Linked DNA regions of Sus scrofa: all the other regions are linked to region 3. Evidence: chromatin contacts called from public HiChIP or PLAC-seq and promoter capture Hi-C data. All regions are on one chromosome and are shown on one strand. Each heading gives the region's core, a stretch centred on a gene start, on an enhancer-like site or on the middle of the called end of the contact. The rest is flanking DNA. Distances are from core to core; before and after follow the strand shown.

Region 1 (4,497 bases), core at 1,966-4,465, 54 kb after region 3:
CTCTAAAGAGAGAAAGAGAAAGAAAGAAAGAAAGAAAGAAAGAAAGAAAGAAAGAAAGAAAGAAAGAAAGAAAGAAAGAAAGAAAGAAAGAAAGAAAGAAAGGAAGGAAGGAAGGAAGGAAGGAAGGAAGGAAGAAAGAAAGAAAGGAAAGAAAGAAAGGAAAGAAAGAAAGAAAGAAAGAAAGGAAAGAAAGAAAGGAAAGAAAGAAAGGAAGAAAGAAAGAAAGGAAGAAAGAAAGAAAGAAAGAAAGGAAAGGAAGGAAGGAAAGGAAGGAAGGAAAGAAAGAAAGGAAAGAAAGAAAGGAAGAAAGAAAGAAAGAAAGAAAGAAAGAAAGAAAGGAAAGGAAGGAAGGAAAGGAAGGAAGGAAAGAAAGAAAGGAAAGAAAGAAAGAAAGAAAGAAAGGAAAGAAAGAAAGAAAGAAAGAAAGAAAGAAAGAAAGAAAGAAAGAACATGGTTGGATCTGTGCCCTTAAGAAACTCACCTTTAGAGAGTTCCAGTTGTGGCACAGCAGAAACGAATCCGACCAGTAACCATGAGGTTGTGGGTTCAATTCCTGGCCACGTTCAGTGGGTTAAGGATCTGGCATTGCTGTGAGCTGTGGTGTAGTTCACAGACTCGGCTATCTGGCCTTGCTGTGGCTATGGCATATGCTGGCTGGCAGCTCTATCTCCGATTAGACTCCTAGCCTGGGAACCTCCATAAACCGCCAGTGGGGCCCTAAAAAGCAAAAAAAAAAAAAAAAAAAACCAACCAACCAAACAAAAAAAACAACAAAGAAAGAAACTCACCTTTAGCAAGGAAAAGACAGGGCCGGTACATGGGATTCCAATACATTGTACAATACACCCATATGCTTGATGTGTGAATGATGCAAATGCAATAATTACGCAGAAAAAAATGTTCCCTTTTATTTATTGGAGAGGATTTATTACCAATAACACAAAGTGAGAGATTCTAATTAAGTAAAAGATATCTTGTTACCAGAAAATACATTTTGTGTCCTTTACTAATGTCATGATGTAATGGATATGTTTTGTCAAAACAAATAAAATAAGTACACTGGGTTATACACACACTTTTGCGTTACTAATATATAAAATTTATAATTTTTTTTTTTTGTCTTTTTGCCTTTTCTTGGGTCGCTTCCGTGGCATATGGAGGTTCCCAGGCTAGGGATCGAATCGGAGCTGTAGCCACTGGTCTACGCCAGAGCCACATCTGAGCCGCATCTGCAATCTACGCCACAGCTCACGGCAACGCCAGAACCTTAACCCACTGAGCGAGGCCAGGGGTCAAACCTGAAACCTCACGGTTCTTAGATTCGTTAACCACTGAGCCACTGGGGAACTCCTAGAAAATTCATAATCTTATGTTATTCACTCCTTACTATTAATTTTCACTTCAAATTAATTTGGGGCTTCTTTGTATTTGAATGCACTTGATTTGGATACATGCTGTGAGTTAAACTGGAACCTGAAAATCGTGTACAAGAAATATACCAATAGGAGTTCCCCCAGTGGCTCAGTGGTAAGGAACTGGATTAGTACCCATGAGGACACAGGTTCCAACCCTGGTCCTGGCGTCAGTGGGTTAATGATGCAGTGTTGCCATGAGCTGTGGTGTAGGTTGCAAACGCGGCTGGTTCGGATCTGGTGTTGCTGTGGCTGTTGGGTAGGCCACAGCTGCAGTATGATACCATCCCTAGCCTGAGAACTTCCATATGCTTCGAGTGCGGCCCTAAAAATACCACCCCCCCCAAAAAAAAAACCCGAAGCAGCTTTTCCATGCTGTCCAGCAGCAACCTGAGTGAGCCTACATGGTTCTATCTATCCATAATACTTGTTAAAGGTCATAGAAGGTACTGAATGTCATATTGGCACTTTCTATACTTCTTGAAGAAACTGTGCAGCAAGAAAGTTAAGATTCAGCCTTGGGTGAATGGGAGAAGTAGGCTGCGGAAAGGGAAAAGGAAGCTTGGTGTGGTCCTGCAGATCCGCGGCCACCAGGGGACGGCATCTGAATGTAGGCAGAAAATCCCGACCCGGTGCGCTGACCCGAAGACCCAGCTCTCCTTTGATCTTTGATCAGAGAGCGGATGGGAAATAGAAGTCCTTTATCCATTCCACGAACGTCAGGGTGTCTTCTCCGTGCCGGACACGGCTAACAAACGGTGAAGTGAGGAGTCCATCAGAAAAACTCGGGTTTAGGAGTTCCCGTCGTGGCACAGTGGTTAAAGAATCTGACTAGGAACCATGAGATTGCGGGTTCGATCCCTGGCCTTGCTCCGTGGGTTAAGGATCCGGCGTTGCTGTGAGCTCTGGTGTGGGTCGCAGACGTGGCTCGGATCCCATGTTGATGTGGCTCTGGCGTAGGCCGGTGGCTACAGCTCCGATTCGACCCCTAGCCTGGGAACCTCCATATGCCGCGGGAGAGACTCAAGAAAAGGCAAAAAGACCAAAAAAAAAAAAAGAAAGAAAGAAGAAAAACTCAGGTTTAGGGTATCCCGGCGGGCGGCGCTGGTAGGAGAAAGCAGGAAGAGATGCAGTGAGTGACCCCTCTCCAATAAGCCAAACCCTTTCCTCTGCTGCCCCTCGCAGCAGTCGGCGCCGGCAGTGCGCTGGGCACACTCTGGGTCGGAGCGCTAAGCTGCAGAGAAGCAACCGCGCAGAAGCGTTATCACCCAGCGCCAGTCACGACCCGGGCGACCGTGGGGCGACCTCAGGCCGGAAGTGACGCAACTGCTCCGAACACTTCCGGAGCTGCGAAGAAGGCTCCGCCAGAGGAAGCAGCGCGGGCCTTGACCGGCGTTGGCTCGCCGCCTCCGCCGCCGCCGCGCCTGTGTCCGGTTCCTCAGGCCTGGCCCGACCCAGTTTGGTCCGCCCGGGCTCAGCGGCCCCGGGGCCGCGGCTCCCGGTGAGTGCGCATTGCGAGTCGCGGCCTTGTTTACCCGAGCGGGCCGGGGGAGGGGGGGTGGGCTCTCCTCGCGCCTCCCTAGCCAGGCCGGGGCTCCGCCTTCGTCGCTGCCCGCGAGGTCCCGGCGCCCCCCGCAGCCTTTTCACTGTCTCAGCGCCCTCTGCTACCCGCCGAGGGGCGGCTAAAAACCGTAGTCTGAGCGGACTAGCGCCTGGCGCTTCTCCGTTTTTCCTCTTCTAGCCGCTTGCTCTGCTCGCGTAAAGGTCGGAGGCCGGCGCCTCTCACCGACTGGCGCCGGCGCATCTGGGCCCTCTCCGCCGGCCACACCAGGGAGACTCACTGCCTCCGGAGTTTCCCATTCGAGTCATCACTGGGAACTCTCGCAATGCCTCCCGCGCGGCTAGTTAACGCCCGCCAGTGAAGGCTCCCCAGCGCGTGGGCTCCGTGTCCTCGCGGATATCCCGGCCCTTCGGACACGATATGCAGCCCAGGAACTGCGCCGCCGCCTCGGGGGACCCTGCTGTGCTAGCCGCGGGAGAGGCTACTGTGTTCTCGGATGACTTCACCTCAGTACTGATTGTTACCCTGTCCCATAGAACTTTCTCTCACAATGCGTATATTCTGTACCTTTGAGTAACCCTTGACCACTAGCCACCCGTAGCCCTTGAGCATTTGATTTATGGATAGTGCGACTGAACAGCCAAATGTTAAATTTTGTTTAATTTTTAAGTTAAATAACCGTGTGTTGTTAGTGACTACCGTATTACCTTGCGGATTTAATGTAGGGTTTTGAAACTAAGTTGCTGATTCATATTTTTTTACTAGGTTTTCTTCGGAGATGTAGATTTAGTAAATGACTATTTAGCGCTAAATATTATATCTGTAGTTAAACATCGTTAGATCCACCAAAATGTTTTTGTTTTGCTCATGTCAACTTTAAACTGAGAAGTCTTCCGTTTCAATTCTTTAGCACGGAGTGGATGTCAGGTCTTCTGAACACGTGACTTTGGGGGTGGAGTGGGAAGTAGTTTCAGTTATTCCTTTTCTGTTTGGGATGTAGGGATAGTATTTAACATCCAGAGGAAATCAAACCGTTATCATCTGTTCTGTAATAAGGCAATAACGTACTGGTCTCCTTAAGCAGTGTCAGTATTCTTTCAAGTAGAATAAAGTTTATTTAACTTTGAAAAGGTAACAAAAATTAAGATTTTATTTAAGTCTAGACTTAGAACACTCAGTAAGTATGAAATGGTGTTCTTCTTTTTGGAAGGGAGCCTGATGTTTTCCCCTCCTTCTTGAGTATTAAGTTGATGAGAAACCTGTGGGCAACCCTTAAAGCCCAAATCCTGGAGAGAAATCCGGAGAAAGTGAAAACCTTGCTCTTTTATTGTAATTCTGGAGGTGGCTTTGTGAATAGTATTAGGCTCTCCAGGAGAGTGATGGGGAGTTAGGAGTCCTCATAGGCCACGGATCTGGTGAAAGTGTAACACTGGACTCTACTGGTTGGCAGCAGTGTGGACCTGGGCAAGTTATTTAATCTTTTTGAACTCTTTTCCTCATTTATAAGAAGGGGATGATAGCTAC
Region 2 (4,259 bases), core at 1,715-4,214, 36 kb after region 3:
TATAGTTTTTATTTTCACTAATGATTAGTGACACTGAACATTTTTCCTTTTTTTCACATTTATATATCTTTTTTTGCAGAAATGTCTATTTAAGTCCTTTGCTTATTTTTAAGTTGAGTTATATGGCTTTTTGTCATTGAGTTGTAGGCGTTCTTTATATATTCTGGATCCCAGCCAACATGTGCCACCTCACAAGAAATCCTTGAACCAGACCACCTACCTAAGTGGCTCCCCAAATCTTGTCTCACAAAGACTGTGAAAATTAATGAATGCTGTTTTAAGCCACTAAGCTTTGGGGTAGTTGTTACACTGCAAGAAATAACCGACACACCCAATGACTTCTGCCATCTTTTTCGTGCTCAGAGTTCTACTTCCAAATCCTTCTCATGTTGCTATCATACTAACCTCTCCAAGACACCATTTTCACCATGCTGTTCCTCTATTACTTGAAATTTCTCATTGTTGTATTTGTTGAGGCCTTATATCCCACACTAAGGAAAACTCTCTCTCTAGGCAATGGAGGTAACATGCAGGTCTGAGGTGTTTATGGGACACTACACAAGAAACATCCAGAGGCTCTCACTGCTTTACATCCAAAATCCCTTACTTGGCCTTCAGATCCTCCATGGTCAAGCACAACCTCCCCTAGTAATAGGAAGAGAGAAATGGATCAAAACTTCTGCCTGATACCTTTTTGTGATTTTGTATAAATCTCATACCTGTCTCATGACATCAAGCACCCCAGCCCAGCAAGAACATTAAAGTCCTCCATGGCTGGTCTTATTTTATAACCTGGCTTCCACTGCCTAGCCTATATTCACCTTCACTCCTGCCCTCCCCCTATGCAGAATGTCCGGGTCTCCCTACTTCTTCAGTCAGAACTCAACCAGCCCTTAACCACCTGCTATAGAGCCTTTCCAAGCTCCAACTGTGAAGTGCTGCAGCTCTTGCCTTCTCAAGCCACCGTTAGTCACCTTGGACCTCTGAAAGTGCCTTCAAGCCAGACTCTGATTAGATCCTACCTGGCTCTCTGAGGTCAAAATGATAGCAGTCAGCAATATGCAGTTCTGCCTTAAGCTAAAAGGAGACTTTGTGGCTATTAAAATTGCCACTTAGCATTTTCGGTCATTTACTTTTCAGTACAGAGGTCACTGGGCCCTTCCTGGGAATGGGGAGAAAGGGCAAGAGGGTACAGAGCTCCTATAAGGGAACAACAAGGCTTTGTTTGTCTTTAAAGAGAGGCCCCAGATGCCTGGAACTAACAAGATTTCCACCTACATAGATCAATAGTAAGAAGAGAAACCAGGCAATTCTATTCTCTTACTAGACAGTGCTGCTTAGCAATAACCACTGTCTGGGAAGCCCTAACACACACGGCATTTACCAAATACTGAGTAAACATCTGATTTCATATTTCACAGGGCCCAAACCAGCCCGGCTGCTTTAATCCTGGTTTGTGATAGAATAACCCCAGATCCTCTCCTAGATGAAAGACAGCAAGGAGCTTCCTGCCCAAACTTGCCTAGAGAATGTCCCCAAAGCAAATTCTCTGTTGAGGAAACCCTGTCCAGCATTATATAAGTCCCCTACAGAGGCTTCCCACTCTATAGACTCATGTCTATTCCCCAGGCTCAACCTCACCATTATCTGTCAATTTCCTCCAAGTGTGTGTTCAGAAATAAGGTGAGAAAACTAAGATGAAGCTTTGAATGCAAAGTCACAGAGCACTTTAAGAGTCACTTTCTTAAAGTGTTTCAGGGGGAAGAATTGCGGCATCATGTGAGAATAAACAAGGAACAAACCCTGATGTGTTTTCCCCTTCCCAGAGCCTCAATCTGACCATGGCTTCTTTAGTTGTTGTGAGGATCTGCCCAGCCCTGGACAAAGCTGATCACCTGCTTTCCTTGGAAGAGGCTCAGTAACTGAGGACATCATCACTTCCCATAAGAAGCCACTCAAGCTACTGTAGGGTGACAGGTTTAAGTTGGTCAAGCCCCTCTCTGGGTCAAGAAAGGTGCAAAGGAAATAGTGATGGAGCACTCTGGCTCAGAGGAATGTGTCAAAAGACACGTTCCAGAAAAACGATGCCTCAGTCTTTAGCTCTCTTCTGGAAGGGGGCTTTCAGATGAACTGTTTCTAACTTGCTGATAACATGAGGGAATGCAGAAGTCAGAGCTTCCATTCCCAAAGAGGTGGCACCAGATAAGAGGCTGCCGGACGGAGACATTTATTTAAATCAAGGGCCCTGTGGTTCCTGTCGTGGCTCAACGGTTAAGGAAGCTGACTAGCATCCATCAGGACGCTGGTTCGATCCCTGACCTCACTCAGTGGGTTAAGGATCTCGCACTGCCATGAGCTGTGGTGTAGGCAGCAGACAAGGCTAGGATCCTGCATTGCTGTGGCTGTGGCATAGGCTGGCAGCTACAGCGCCCATCCCACCCCCAGCCTGGGAACCTCAATATGCTGCTGGTGCGGCCTTAAAGAGACAAATATATAAAAATAGATATATATAAATAAATAAATCAAGAGACCTTGGTGAACGGTTAGAAGCTGCTCGTTCTGTGCCATTCAGCTCTTTGGGGTGCAGGAACAGTTTCCCAGACCCCCAAAAGGAGTGAAATGAAAATTCCCTGGACTTCTCGTGGAAGCTCCTGCGGGACCCCTTCTGTCCTAGGCCGAGCCTCGAGGGAGACCCTGCTTTTCGCTCCCTGCCTGGGCCTCCTCCCTCCGGCCCGCGCCCCAGCCTTCTCGCACCTTGACCGTGTCCAGCGGATGCCCCACGAACACCAGGCACATGCCTCCAAAGCCGCCGGCCAGCAGATTCTTGAGAGGGCTAATGGGCTTTGCCTGGTCTGCCATGGTCCGTCTGAGTCACAGTATCTGCAGCTTTCCAGCGGCTCTCGCCCTACCGCTCCAGCCACAGCGCCGGAACCGCCGACCTTTCCCCTACTTTTGGGTGGGCGGGGCATAAGCCCGGGGCAGGTCGGGAGGAGGGTCTAGACCGCTCCCCCCGGCCCGGCTTCCGCCGGGGGAGGGCTTCTTCCGTCCGAAGTCCCGCCTCGATGGCTTGAAGGAGTAGGGGCTGGCCGAGACGCGTTGTGAAAGGTCTGTTTTAGGTTCTCGTTCCTCCACTCGGTTGGCAGAAGTTGATGGCACTCTGCTGTGTGACAGGCTCCTTTCCAGGTGCTGGAGGCACAGCTGGTAACACTGCGCAGGGGTCCCTGTTCTTATGGATCTTACAGACCATAACGAGGATAAATAAGTGGAAAATGCAATGTATCCAGTGGTGATAACTGCAATGAAGAAAAATAAATCTGGGAAGAGGATGGGGGGCAAGTAATTTGCAATTTTAATTAGATGAGTAAAGGAGGGTTTCACTGAGAAGGTGACTGGATTCAGGACCTGAGAAGGTGAGTTCTGTCCACAGATGTGAAGGGGATGGGGAGGGACCTTACAGGCAGAAGAAAAGAATGCAAAAAACCCGGAGATGGGCTGTGCCTGACCAGTTAGAGATGCCAGAGGGAGGCCTTTGTAGCTAGAGCAGAATTAGATAGATGAAAACATGAAGGTAATGGTGGCATATCAAGCAGGACTTTGTGAGCCTCTGTAAGGGCATCAGTCTCTCCTCTGAAGGAGATGGGAGCCATTCTGGGGTTTTATGCAGGAAAGTGGCATAGTCTGACTTATGAGTTAACAAGATCCTTCTTACTGCTGGATGAGAATAGACTATAAGGCTAAAGGTCTTGGTCAGAGATGCTGGATTGGACTAGAGCACAGCAGAGTAGGTGGTGAGGCATGTTTGGATTCTGGATATATTCTGAAGAAAGAACCTAAAAGAATTGTTAATGAACAGAATATAAGGTATGTAGGAGAGGAGTTAAGGATGATGCTGTTGTTTTTGGCTTATTTACTCTAGGTAGACAGTATGCAAGTATTCACTATATTACTCTTTTTTTAAAAAAATGTTTATTTTTTATTGAAGTATAGTTAATTTACAACTTTGTGTTAGTTTCAGGTGTACAGCAAAGTGATTCAGCTATACATGTACATATATCTATTATTTTTCGGATTCTTTTCCCATATAGGTTATTATAGAATACTGAGAAGAATCCCTGTGCTATAAGTAGATCTTTTATATTACTCTTACATTGTTTCCATATGTTTGAAATTTCTCAAATTAAAAAGTTGTGAACAGTTGGAGTTCCCTTATGGCTCAACTGGCTAAGGATCCACTGTTGTCACTGCTGTGGCTGGGGTCA
Region 3 (4,048 bases), core at 864-3,363:
AAAAACCCATAATTTAATGTGTATTAAGTCAGGGGAAACCCAGAAAAGCAATTTCCACACTTGGTATGAATAAACTTAGGAAAGCTGTCCAGAAACTGAAGCTTACAACCTCTAACAGCAATGACCAATAATTAACTCCCTGCCAGTCTGACTTGAATATGGATTCAATTCAGAACTAGGTTGTTGGGGTTTTTTTTCTCCAATATGATCTAGCAACACTAAGTCTCTAACTCTGTCCTGCAAATGTTTTCACTTTTTTGTTAAATTCTGGCTGTCCAAGACTCACACACATGGAGAACAGACTTCTGACTGTCTAGGGGAGGGAGAAGGGAGTGGAATGGGCTGGGAGTGTGGGGTTAATAGATGCCAGCTATTACATTTAGAATGGGTAGACAATAAAGTCCTATGTATAGCACAGAGAACTATATCCAGTCTAGGACAGACCATGGTGGAAAATAATATTAAAAGAATGTGTGTGTGTGTGTGTATATATATACATATATATGTGTGTATATATGTGTGTGTGTGTGTGTGTGTGTATGACTGAGTCACTTTGCTGTGCAGCAGAAATTGACACATTGTAAATCAACTATAATTAATTTTTTTTTTTTTTGTCTTTTTGCCTTTTCTAGGGCCGCTCCTGTGGCATGTGGAGGTTCCCAGGCTAGGGGTCTAATCGGAGCTGTAGCCACTGGCCTACACCAGAGCCACAGCAACGTGGGATCCAAGTCGAGTCTGCAAGCTACACCACAGCTCAGGGCAACACCAGATCCTTAACCCACTGAGCAAGGCCAGGGATCAAACCTGCAACCTCATGGTTCCTAGTCAGATTTGTCCACTGCGCCACAACGGGAACTCCTATAATTTAATTTTTTAAAATGAGTTCAAAAAATCTGGCTGTTCAAAAGTAGGGTAATTCTATTGTTAAGTTGACAAAGCCTATGTTGAAGCAACCAAGGAAAATGGAATTGCTTTCTGACAACCCTGCTTAAATATATATAGAAAGTGTTACTGTTCTCTTTCCTGCAACCCGTATGCTAAAAAAAGTTATTGTTTACCCTCATCAAATTTATTTGATCCAATTATCTTAGCCAAATTTATATATATATATAAATTATTATTATATTATTATGTGTGTGTGTGTATATATATATATATATAGATAGATAGATATTATATATATAGGGTTTTTTTTCTTTCCAGGATCCGTACTTTAAGAAATGCATACTCAAGGACCAAGGGTGAAATGCTGGAATTTGCTTTAAAATACTTCAGCAAAGAGGAAAAAAAAAATACAGCTGAAACATCTGTGACAGATCTTTCAACTGTGTAATGGGGGTGATGGCATATAGGGGGTTCATTTCACATTTTCTCTCTATTTTTGTATATGCTCGAAGTTTTTCACAATAACTTCACAAAATGAATTCTTTCCAGACAAAGTTACCTTCCTGGCTATGAAATATGAGTCAGTGGATGTGAATGTTCTTGTCTTCGGAACGAAAGTGGGCGAAGGGTCTCCAGCAGAGGCCAAGCAGCCGTGGGCTCCACGCCCCTCCGGCCCCGCGCCAGCATGCGGGCCGAAAGCGCGCACGTTTCTCTTGAGCTGAATCTGACAACTCCCACTCCGTGCGCTCTACGGCTCGCAGGACTGCCGAGCTCAATTTGGAAGTGGCACACGCGGGGATCAAGCCCGCCGTTCGGGAACCCAGACAAACTCCGCTCGAGAGCTTCAAGGTCCCGGGCCCAGGGTTGCAGGCCTAGCCCCCGAAGCCCCCTCTGGAACTCCTAGAGACCCCTACCCGACCCGCCACTGCTCCTTCGACCCCCCCACCGCGACCCCTGGCCCAGCCTGCCTCCTACCGTCCAAGTCCTCGTCGTCCTCCGACTCGCTGTCCGCGATCGCGTCGGTGACAAGGCCAGAGCTGGGCTCTAGATCCTGGGAGCCGGAAGGAGGGGCGGCGGGTGGGGTGGAGGCTCGGGAGCGGGCCTCGCGCAGGCGGGTGAAGTAGTCCACCGCGAAGTCGACCAGGTCGGGTGGCTGCCGCCGCAGCACCTCCACGGTGTAGCCCTGCAGCAGCTCCGTGAGCCCAGGCGGGATCTGGATGTGGCTCATGCCGGCGGCGGCCGCGAGGACAGGCAGGACCCGGCCGCCGGCAGCCACTGTCTGGGCGCTCCCTCACGCCGGCCTCCCGCCCGGCACCCGCGAGGTCTCCTCACGCGCGACCTGGGCTGGGCCCCCCTCGCGCCAGGTCGCCCTTTGGCCGGGTGTGCGTTTCCGGGTCACGCCACCCTACGCTACTCCGGCCGGCCTGGTACCGCCGCCGCTGTCACTGGGCAGCCGCCGCCGTAGCCGCGGGTACCGACAGGCGGGCAAGCGGGACGGGCGGGGCAGGAGCCCGGGTTGTGACGCACGCTGCCGCGGGCGTGCGCGCTCCCGCCAGCGCTCTGGCCCTCAGTGCGCGTGCGCCAATAGCCCACCGGGCCTGCCGGGCAGTCTCTCCGCAAGGCGCAGCAATTAATGGTTTTCCCGTTAAGCGGGTCCATTGGCGCCGCTTATTTTTAATTTCTACTTTCAACACACCCTAGGATCCTCCCGTTTGCTAGCCCTTACTAAGTGCCAGGGACATAACCGAGAGTCAACGTAAAAATGCACATTACCACCTCAGAGTGGTTCCAGCTATAGTGCAGAGCAAGAGGGCCCACATTAGGGGATGGCATTTAAGCTGGCTCAGAGGCCTGGGCAGGATCTGGCCATAGGAGCATCTGAAGAAAAGCCATGTGGCCTAGAGGGCAGTAAGTGCAAAGACCTGGTAAAGTCAGAACCACCCAGACCTCAGGGTGGAATAGTGGCATGACCATAGGCCCCTCAGAAGTCTTGGCAGGAAGACTGTGAGATGTCAAAGGGAGAAGACCTTGTAGATAGGAGGAGTTTCAGTGATATAGTAATTTTGGAGCCAAAGGCAGATAAATAAGCCTGGAAGAGCTCAGAAGGTCAAACATGTTCCTTGAGAAAAGGGAATAAGACCCAGAGCAGGAGAGAAGGATCGAGATGGCAGAGGAGTTAAGATGTCTCCCTCACCTTCTCCCACAAAAGAAAGTTGTTTTTTGACAACTCCCACTCCATGTGCTCTACGGCTTGCAGGACCGCAGAGCTCAACTTGGAAGTGGCACACGCATCAAAAAAACAAAACTACACATAGAACAATTCGCACAGAACATCTATTGAACACTGGCAGAAGAACTTAAGCCTCCAAAAAAGGGCAAGAAACCCTCCACAAAACTGGGTAGAACAACAACAACAACAAAAATCAGAGAGAGCAAGAGAGAAAGAGAAAGTCCCAGAGCAGGAATGACCACTGTGCCTTTTTCTCCTCTTGAGCAATACAATCAGGATTCCCAGGACTAGGTCTGGATATCTCTTCTATCCCTATATTCCACCCTGGGCCAGCAGTACTTTAATGGTGTTGAGCAGACCACAAGGCACAGATATCCTTTGCCCCTGGGGAGAGGGCATAGGTGAAACTGGAGAAGCCATGCTATTTCCCAAGTTGCCCCTTCATGCACACCAAATTGGAGGGGAACAGGAAAAGGTAGAAACTTTTCTGGGATGTCCATACAGCATAAGTGCTGACCAAAGACTCAGAGGGCATAGGATAGAATCCTCCCTCTCTTTGCTGGGCCCAGGCAGAAAGTGACTAGATGTAGCCCTGGGAATCTGAAAGGCATTTGGGATGGTTACGCTCCACCTGGTAATTACCCAGCATTAATTAAAATCCTCACTAGGATCTCTCATATTAGCTTGGCACACACCCAGGAGCTCAGTGCTGCTGGGAACTGAGCTTCAAGAAGCAGGAACATCCAGCCCCCACTGGTATAGATGCTACCCAGCTCTAGGCCAGGCAGGCCTGTGATTCCAAACAGTGGTATCTCCCTGGATAAGTTTCTTGACTGCTGGAAAGCGTCCTGGACTGTCAAATTTGTGAAAGAAGGGGAGTTCCCGTCATGGCGCAGTGGTTAACGAATCCGACTAGGAACCATGAGATTGCGG

The links. Promoter capture Hi-C pulls out the DNA fragments that hold promoters and counts their contacts. HiChIP or PLAC-seq counts read pairs in DNA pulled down with a chosen protein or histone mark.
Region 1: a promoter capture Hi-C map of fetal skeletal muscle shows a contact between it and region 3, with 3 times the contacts expected there. The contact joins the promoter of ARIH2OS here to the promoter of PRKAR2A in region 3. A contact is called at or near these places in 2 of 5 promoter capture datasets (fetal skeletal muscle and liver), 3 of 47 Hi-C or Micro-C datasets (heart right ventricle, liver and skeletal muscle) and 2 of 2 datasets of contacts at active chromatin or transcription factors (alveolar macrophages and skeletal muscle).
Region 2: an H3K27ac HiChIP or PLAC-seq map of alveolar macrophages shows a contact between it and region 3. The contact joins the promoter of SLC25A20 here to the promoter of PRKAR2A in region 3. A contact is called at or near these places in 6 of 47 Hi-C or Micro-C datasets (embryonic fibroblasts, fetal heart ventricle, heart right ventricle and 2 more) and 2 of 2 datasets of contacts at active chromatin or transcription factors (alveolar macrophages and skeletal muscle).

What each region holds. Positions count from the first base shown.
Region 1 is chr13:31,567,333-31,571,829 of Sscrofa11.1, forward strand. ARIH2OS reads right to left here and starts at 3,216. Exons shown (of 3, transcript XM_013981653.2): 1 at 3,132-3,216; 2 at 2,798-3,051; 3 at 2,433-2,796. The coding sequence starts at 3,216. The coding sequence ends at 2,494. It overlaps ARIH2 (E3 ubiquitin-protein ligase ARIH2), which reads left to right and starts at 2,694. Exons shown (of 16, transcript XM_003132197.6): 1 at 2,694-2,913.
Region 2 is chr13:31,550,325-31,554,583 of Sscrofa11.1, forward strand. It overlaps SLC25A20 (mitochondrial carnitine/acylcarnitine carrier protein), which reads right to left and starts at 2,965. Exons shown (of 9, transcript XM_003483178.4): 1 at 2,755-2,965. The coding sequence starts at 2,859.
Region 3 is chr13:31,514,892-31,518,939 of Sscrofa11.1, forward strand. PRKAR2A (protein kinase cAMP-dependent type II regulatory subunit alpha) reads right to left here and starts at 2,114. Exons shown (of 11, transcript NM_214258.2): 1 at 1,861-2,114. The coding sequence starts at 2,113.